Linked DNA regions of Mus musculus: region 1 is linked to region 2. The links are chromatin contacts, called in public capture Hi-C maps. All regions are on one chromosome and are shown on one strand. Each heading gives the region's core, a stretch centred on a gene start, on an enhancer-like site or on the middle of the called end of the contact. The rest is flanking DNA. Distances are from core to core; before and after follow the strand shown.

Region 1 (3,853 bases), core at 551-3,050, 380 kb before region 2:
GTATTATAAGGATTATGGGTAAAGTTTAATTGGAAGAGTGCTGACCAGGCTTGCATGTACCACATAAACCAGGAATGGTGGTACATGCCTATAATGTCAGCACTTGGGAAGTGGAGACAGGAGGTTAGAGGTTCGAGGTACCTCTTACTACATAGCAAGTTTGAGGCCAGTTCAGGTTACTTGAGACTCTATCAAAAAAAAAAAAAAAAAATCCCAAAGGCAAGATGGTGAACAATATGGAAAAAAAGAGAATTTTCTGCCTGAAGCGATGAACAAAGTCCACGGACTCTCACAATAGCAAGGTATGCCATTCAGGGTTTAGGTTTTTTTTGTTTTGTTTTGGTTTGGTTTTTTTTTTGTTGTTGTTGTTTTGTTTTTGTTTTTATTTTTACTTCAGAAAAATACCAGGATTGAATCAATCCAACGGGGGAAAAGTTTACTTTTGCATCCTGCTTAGGACTGTTCTTCCAAGGTCTTGCTGGGTACCAGGATGACTTATCTGAGCGTCTACACTGTTGTGTGGCAAGCCTGAGACACAGCTGATGGAGATAAGAACTGTAAACGTGTCAAAATGGAGGAAGGGATGAGTGAGCTGGTGGGACGGAAGAAAAGTGGATCAGAAAGAGGATTCCCTTGAGCCACCCCCTCCCCCATTCTGTTGTTAATCTGACATGGGTGAACCTAGGCTAGCATGGCCCCCTCTGTGGGGGACCAAGGCTAGTGACACAGGTCCTGTGCCCTGATCCTGGCTCTCATCCTGCAGTCTCACAGGCTGGATGCCTTGTCACTTTGCCTGTTCAAGGTTCAGCACGTGCCTCTCCAGATGGCCACACCCTGCCCAACCCTTGAACTGTGTTCCAGAGCCAACAGAACTGTGTAAACAAGAGCAGCTGGCAGGCTCCTGCTTCTCATGGTTTCTGCTCTGAGATGAGTTTTCTAAAACGCCTCTGGAGTCCAATAGTCCTGGATGTGACTCCAGACTCCTCCGCTTCCTTATTCTACGTTTTAGGCAAGCGGCTCAAACTTCTTGGCATTGTCGGTGCTAATTGTTGGTCCCTGAAAGGTTTCATCGACTGTCAACCCCCAGGCTACAGATTGCTGATACCATGTAGATTTGGACAAACTGAATTGGAGTTGTGATTTGTAATTCATCCCTGGTTATAGGATGGTTGCAAGCAATACAAGTTATGAAATATTATACTGATTTACTTCCTTTTCAAAATTCCCATCACTGTGTATCTAGGTCATCATGGAAAGAGTAAAACAAAAAAAGAAAAGAAATAGAAAAAAATACTGCTTTTTTTTCCTGCTAAACCTCTTTGGTGGGGCTATGTATTTTGACTTTATACTTAGCATGTATTATTATTATTATTATGAGTTATAGCTCCAGCTAGCCTGGTTCTTGCTATATAGACCAGGCTGGATTTAGACTTGTAGCCATTCTCCTGTCTCAGCCTTGCGAGGGCTCTGGTTATAGTGACCTGGCATACTGGCCTATCTAACTTTTTTGGTTATAGTGATCTGGCATACTGGCCTATCTAACTTTTCTGGTTATAGTGATCTGGCATACTGGCCTGTCTAACTGTTTTAGCTTAATAAACCACCTCAGTCTCTTGGAGTTTGGATTCCATTTGTTCCTTAAGCATTCACATGTCGGGGGTTTAGTCCTTAGCATGGTGACTTTAAGATGTGATGGTATCTACAGGAGGTAGAACCTGGCCTCAGGGGTTGGGGGATGTAGCGCTCAGGAAGGAAGGAATGGATGTGGGGCCCGTGATACCCTGGTTGGGCTCTTGAGAGAGTGTTTTTATAAAGGTACATGCCTGGGCCTGTCTCTCAGGCTTCCTGTCTGGCTAGCTCCGACACACTCTTTCCATGATGTCATCCACAATGGGAGAGAGGGAAAAGAATCTTTGAAAGAGCCAACATTATGCTGGAAGAAATTTGATAGTCAAACTTGGACGTAGTGGCTTGGGCCTGTAATCCCAGCACCCAGGAGGCTGAGGTAAGAGACCAGTGAGCTAGAGGCCAGTGTGTGTGAGAGGAAATGAAAGAGGGAGGGGAAAAAGAAAAGAAGAGGCCCAGAGAGAGAGACTTGTAGTTTTCTCACAGTTTTCTTCCTTTTCTTTCTACTAAGTTATTTCTTATGTAGCTTGGGAATTTCAAGCAAACTGAACCAAGAATTTACAACTGAAAAAAGATACTATGGAAGAGAGATGAAAGGCTTGCATTTCCCTGGAATCCGTGTGCCAGGGGCATGTGCCTGCTGATTATTTCAGTGGCAAGCCTTTTAATTAGCAGGCGACGGTCACATGCTTTCCTAGTGGGTCTCATAACAGCTCTTCCAACGAGGTTTCCACCAGGGATCCCGTTAGCTGAAGTAACAGATGACCCAATTCCAAGTTAATAAAGAGGAGATGGAAGATTTCCTAGCTCAGGTTAAAAAAAAAAAAAAAGTCCAGTGAGATTCCTCTCTCCCAGCCTTGTGATCAAAGTGCCCCAAGGCTGATAGCAGTGTCAGCCCCTACTAATCCTGTCAGCTTCCTGCCCATGCCTGTTGTTAGAGAGAGGTCAACTTCCCATGGCAGCATGAATGCTATCTTCCCAGGAGCTCTGGTAATCATCTCCTTACATCTTTCACACACAGGCTTAAGTGTACCCGGGGGATGGACATGTTTGTTTGGCTTACACTATCAGCTGGAGTGTGACAGACACTGAACAGTCAACCGTAAAGTCTTCCACATTCTTCCATTTGCAGGGGGCTGGGGAGGGGGGCGTCATCTGATCAGGGGCTGGCAAGCTATAGACATGGAACCATATCTGGCTATTTTCAAAAGTGAAGCTTTCTTGGCTCACTGCCACGTACATAGGCTCACACGTTGCCTGAGGCCGTTCTCATGCCACAGGGGCAGAGCTGAGTAGCTGTGCCGGAAAGCCATAGGATCCATACAGCTTAAACAGTTTACGGCCTGACCCTTTGATGAGTTTGCTGACCTCTGCTCTGGATGAAGAAAGCGGAACGGAGATTAAACAACCAGTCCAAAGTCAAAGGGTGGACAGGAAGCAGGGATGGGAGCCCATAAACCCACTGTCCCCAGATCTGCCAGGGGAGTTTCTGTGCCTGAGCTGGCATTTCTGCCATGCCAAAATAGAATGAGGCTGACCTAAGCTTGCATGAGTCAACCTCTGTGACAACTGATCCATTCTTAGAAACAAGTGTTTCAGGGGCTAGAGATTGTTCAGTGGTCAAGAGTGCTTGGGGGCTCCTTGGGAGGGCCTGGGTTTGATTCCCAGTACCCACATGGCAGCTCACAACTGTTTGTAGCTCCAATTCCGGGGGCATCTTCTGGCCTCTTCCAGTCCCAGGCACACTTACATGCAGGCAAAACATCCATACCACCCAAAGGAAAAAAAAAATCATGTGAATATGAAAAGGGGCTCAGTGACTGCCTGCGAGTAGCTGTTGCTCACAAGGTGGTTCACAACATCCAGTTTCAGGGCATCTGATGCCTTCGCCTGAGTTTCTCTGACACCAGGCATGTGCATGCTACGTGGGTAAAGCATGCAAACCCATAAAGTAAATAAGTCTGGAAAAGGGGGAGGCTGAAAGCAGGGCTGGAGAAAATGAAAACCATGTCTATGATGACCCAGAAGCCTCTAGTAACGTTCTATCTCATTTTACACACAGGCTTACATGAGCCTGGTTCTAAAGAGTATGGCTAGAGGAAGTCCATCACTGCTCAGAATAATTGTTTGGGGCATGGTAGATTCAGATACCCAATTTCTGAAAGACACCAGGACCAACGGGCATATTAGAATATTTCAATAACCAGTGGGATAAAATAAAAGTCGT
Region 2 (4,134 bases), core at 1,494-3,993:
ACAAATACATTTGAAGAGAGGGGGCTTTAAAAGCTCAGTTGCTACTATTGTAATGTGTTCTTTTTCAGGCTTTCTATACTTTATTTACACCTATATAATACTGCTCCATTTTAAATCCCTCCCCCACCTGCTCATTATAGCATAAAGGGGGATGGGGGTAGGGCGGGCAGAGACCAACCTCAGGTGTCATTCATTCCTCAGGCACTGCCCACCTTCCTTTTGAGACAAGGACTCTCTCTGACTTAGATCTTACCACATAGGCTAGGCTGACTGTCCATCAAGCCCTAGGGACTGCCCTTGTCTCCACCTCCCCAGCACTGGGATTACAATGGGGCTACCATGTCCAGATCGTTTTACCGTACATGGGTTCTGGGGATCCAATGCTGTTTTCCACATGGACACAGCTGAGACTTCTCCATATTTTCAATGGAAAAGCCTATTTTCCAATTTGGCAAGCCCCATTTGCAAGGTAAGCAATTTACCATAAGAACAATGTGTGTGTGTGTGTGTGTGTGTGTGTGTGTGTGTGTGTGTGTGTGTGTTGGGCACCACTCCTTGAGATGATGTGTGAGCCCTAAGGATCCACATGCTTCCACCTCCCTGGAACTGGTATTACAAGTATACACCACCAGGTCCGTATTTACAGTTCTGGGGATCCAAACCAAGTCTTTATGCATATAAGGCAAAAGCTTTACCAACTGGGCCATCTCCCCAGACCTTGGGACATTTTAATAATGCCACAATCTCCCTGATAGCTGAGTGGAGAATGATTATCTAGTGGTCGTGGGGTTTTCTCTTGCCATTAGGGAAATGGTTTAGAAAGACAACGATGGTCGCTCCACACTGTAAACGGACGGCAGGCATTTCAGACTGTCCCTTTTATGTGTGGATACTAATGGCCTCCCCAAAGCCATATCTTTGACTAATCATTAACTGTTCAAGGAACAAGCTGGTAACATAGTACAATTTCATTTAATTCATCTAATTAATTCATTTACTTCTTGCACCAGTTCCAGAAAGTAGCAACTTCTATGATTCCTGATAGGCAATTAAGGAAACCAAGGCTTAGTGTGGACAGTGTTTACCTGGAACTTGGAGCTGTGGGCCCTTCCCGCCCCCACTCCCTGTTCACAAAGGCTCCACACCTCTACCTCTGCCATCTATTTTCAGCCCATGATATTTTCTTAAGTCTAAGTTCTCAGAAACAACATATACATGTTTATATTCAGGATATTTTCGAGATAGGTATGGCCAGAAAACACACCAGAAAACATCAGTCCATAACACCCTCACGAGTGTCCACGTTGAACTATTATTAAAATATTAATAATTTTTAACTAGCTAATGTAATAGGTGTAAATTGTTTTGATTCATTTTTCTAATCTATATTTCTCCAGCAATGAGAGAAAGGGAACATTTAATCCCTTACTCGATTTATGAGTTGTATCTCTTCTTTATATATTAAAAAACAAAAACAAACAAACAAAACAGAAACAAACAAACAAACAAAAAAACCCTGCTGCTTTTGTGTGCCAGACGCCAGACTGAGCCAGAACACTTGCAGCAATGCCAGAGGAAGGGCTGTTGTGCAGAGGGATCCACCCAGGACTTAGCGAGCTTGACGAGAACCCAGCTTTCCAGTTTGCAAGCCCAGCTTTCTCCAGAGTTTTGTAACACGCTTTTGCTTTGCTAGCACAGAGCAGCCAAGAAATAAAGGACAGTGCCTTCCCCTGACACTTGGACTAGACTTGTCTTAGGTTCAGAAAAATGTGTAATCTGTCTGGTGATTATAGGAGCTGGAAGAGACATGTCTTAAGGTCATGGGACCAGAAGGGATGGTGGGCATTGCTCGAACTAAGTCCAGGAGTGGAGATACATATTAGGCTGAAATTGTTCTGAGCCCTGAGGAAACCACCTCTGGGTGGTTTACAGGACGTTGTGGTCTGTGAAGATATGCTGCCATCTGGTGGCCAAAGGAGAGAAGGCATCTCTGGAGGCCTGAAGGGTACTAGTAAATGACCTAGGGGCAAAAGCCCTACTGGGGGGGGGTGGGGGGGCACCAGGCTAAGTCTAGCAGTAGTCAGGCCCCCTGAAAATCCAGGAGGACAGCAAAAACCAATCTAGAAGAATCCTCAGCCTCAACACCAGCTAGCCATTGGAGTTTGAAAATCTGAGAAAGCCTGAGGCGTGAAGTGAAGAGAGATTTACCTAGGAAGCTAAAATCGCTGATTGACTAGATGTCGTTATTGCCATCTAGTAATGGTGAGGTGGAAATGATGATGACGATGATGGTGATAAGGGTGACTGTGAATGATGGGGATGTTGGTGATGTTGATGTTGGTGATAGAGACAAGTCTAGCCACAGCGTCTGGGGAAGGGACTGTCCGTGATTTCTGGGCTGCTCTGTGCTAGCAAAGCAAAGGCATGCTACAAAACTCTGGAAAAAGCTGGGCTCAGCAGCAGCAGCTGCAGTTTGCAACTGTAACAGAAGTATGTTTACTCAGGTCTTTATGGATACGGGGAACAGAGAAAGGGGGTTCTGGTGCTCAATGGGCTACCTCCCCCTCTTACCATCCCCCCCACCCCCAAAATGCCCATGGTATGTCCAGAGCTATGTCTCCTAGTTGTCCAGTTGACAATGAAGATCAATCACAAAGTTGATTTTGGGGGTGGGGAGGCGGGGCTTAGAAGCCTTTCACTCAACATTCCAAGGGCGGCTGAGGGATCAGCTCTTGTTGTGTACGGGCGTGCGTGGGCCTTGCCCCCAACTACAGAGCAGATCATGTAGCAAAGGTCTGAGCCAGGCGGAACTGGTTCAGAAAAACGTGGCTCAGGACCAGAGTCTGAGCTTTCCCAGCCTAGGCAGGTTATTGTTCCCACTGTGGGAAAAGTGACACCCTTTATTCCCATTGAGAGAGCCAAAAGTAACCCAACATCTGTAGCCACGATCCTCGTGTGACCTGAATGACTCCCAGATGGTGGCTGGATAGAGCCCGAGGTCCCAGGCCAGCACTAGAGAGGTCTGACTTTCTTGATCACTAGAAATTTCTCTCCTTCTGCTTAAATCAATTGGAGTTGGGTTTTCTCTCATTGCTTCTCCCACCACAGCCCTACAGCAGGCCTCCAGCCTAGGAGACCACTAGGGAGATCTCCCTAACTGTCCACAGCTGGTGAGCGGGAAGCGGGGCTCCTCCCCAGGTCTCTGCAGCCAGCCTCTGCTTTTCCTGCTGTACCTTCCTCCACACACACACACACCCGCACCCCTCCCCCCACCCCTCCCCCGTCTCTGAACATCAGGCTCCTCGTCTGCACATAGGAACAACATCTAACTCCCATGAGTTTGTAGCACACAGGTTTTTTTCTTTAAATGCAAACCACTTAAGGACGACCTAGCACTTCCATGGGTAAAACATCAGTTTCCAAGGTTCCAAAGTTCCTGTTCCAGGACCTCAATGCTGCAGAATCAGAAGTGTGGGAAAAGGAGACAGGAAATCAGGGAAATGGGAGAAGCCAAGTTTGGAATGATCAAGCCTAGCCATTGTGTGTGTGTGTGTGTGTGTGTGTGTGTGTGTGTGTGTGTGTGTTCCACAAAATCGTTCTTTGAAAGAGAGTCCCCAAAGTAAATACAGATTGTGATGGGGAAGCCCGCACAGAGCTCTCTTCCTGCCCCGTCAGCTGTACCAGGACACCTGGGGCCTCTCTCCCCCTCCCAGTTGTCAGCTTATCCCATACTAATGGCCTCTCACACATATTAACTATAATGAGTATTTGGAAAGACTGGTTTAGCTACAGTTTATGTTGTGATTCTGTTTTTGAGAACGTAAAATAGTAAAGTCACATGATTAAGTCGAGGCTAATCTGTGGATTGTGCCGAAGCCCTCTCCCCTGGGCAAAAGGCAACAGTGGGCCAGAAGAGTCTAAGGGACACTCCCTGGCATCCTCCTCAAGTCTTGGTGACCGATCATGGAGATGTAGCAAGTGCCCAGACAAATCTAGAAAGGGGCTGGGCCACATTCACAGGCAGGACTTGCTACAACTCACTCTGAACGGTTCCTTTTGCCGTACAGTCTGTAGTCAAGGCCAGTTTGTCTCACCTTGAGTCTCTCCCCAGCCGGTGATGTAACATATTGTCCG

Evidence for each region. Capture Hi-C pulls out chosen DNA fragments and counts their contacts.
Region 1: a capture Hi-C map of embryonic tail shows a contact between it and region 2, with 3 times the contacts expected there. The contact joins two enhancer-like sites. A contact is called at or near these places in 1 of 15 datasets of contacts at CTCF or cohesin (the NIH/3T3 cell line), 35 of 484 Hi-C or Micro-C datasets (the AML12 cell line, B cells, the Ba/F3 cell line and 22 more), 7 of 115 datasets of contacts at active chromatin or transcription factors (the HPC-7 cell line, T-cell acute lymphoblastic leukemia, cardiomyocytes and 3 more) and 3 of 9 other capture datasets (embryonic stem cells, embryonic tail and embryonic trunk).

The regions. Positions count from the first base shown.
Region 1 is chr17:12,789,683-12,793,535 of GRCm38.p6, reverse strand. The region is part of intron 1 of Airn (antisense Igf2r RNA); the gene reads right to left. Among named protein-coding and RNA genes, the nearest start is that of Igf2r, 22 kb to the right of the region's middle. RefSeq lists an enhancer at 466-3,819. Within about 2 kb of position 1,800, at least 190 of the 459 cell types and tissues checked have an H3K27ac peak or open chromatin away from gene starts, as enhancers often do. A contact at or near this core is called in the HPC-7 cell line, fibro-adipogenic progenitors and uterus, where this site is marked.
Region 2 is chr17:12,414,245-12,418,378 of GRCm38.p6, reverse strand. It overlaps Plg (plasminogen), which reads right to left. Exons shown (of 19, transcript NM_008877.3): 17 at 4,095-4,134. Among named protein-coding and RNA genes, the nearest start is that of Plg, 38 kb to the right of the region's middle. Within about 2 kb of position 2,743, at least 48 of the 459 cell types and tissues checked have an H3K27ac peak or open chromatin away from gene starts, as enhancers often do. A contact at or near this core is called in the HPC-7 cell line, fibro-adipogenic progenitors and uterus, where this site is marked.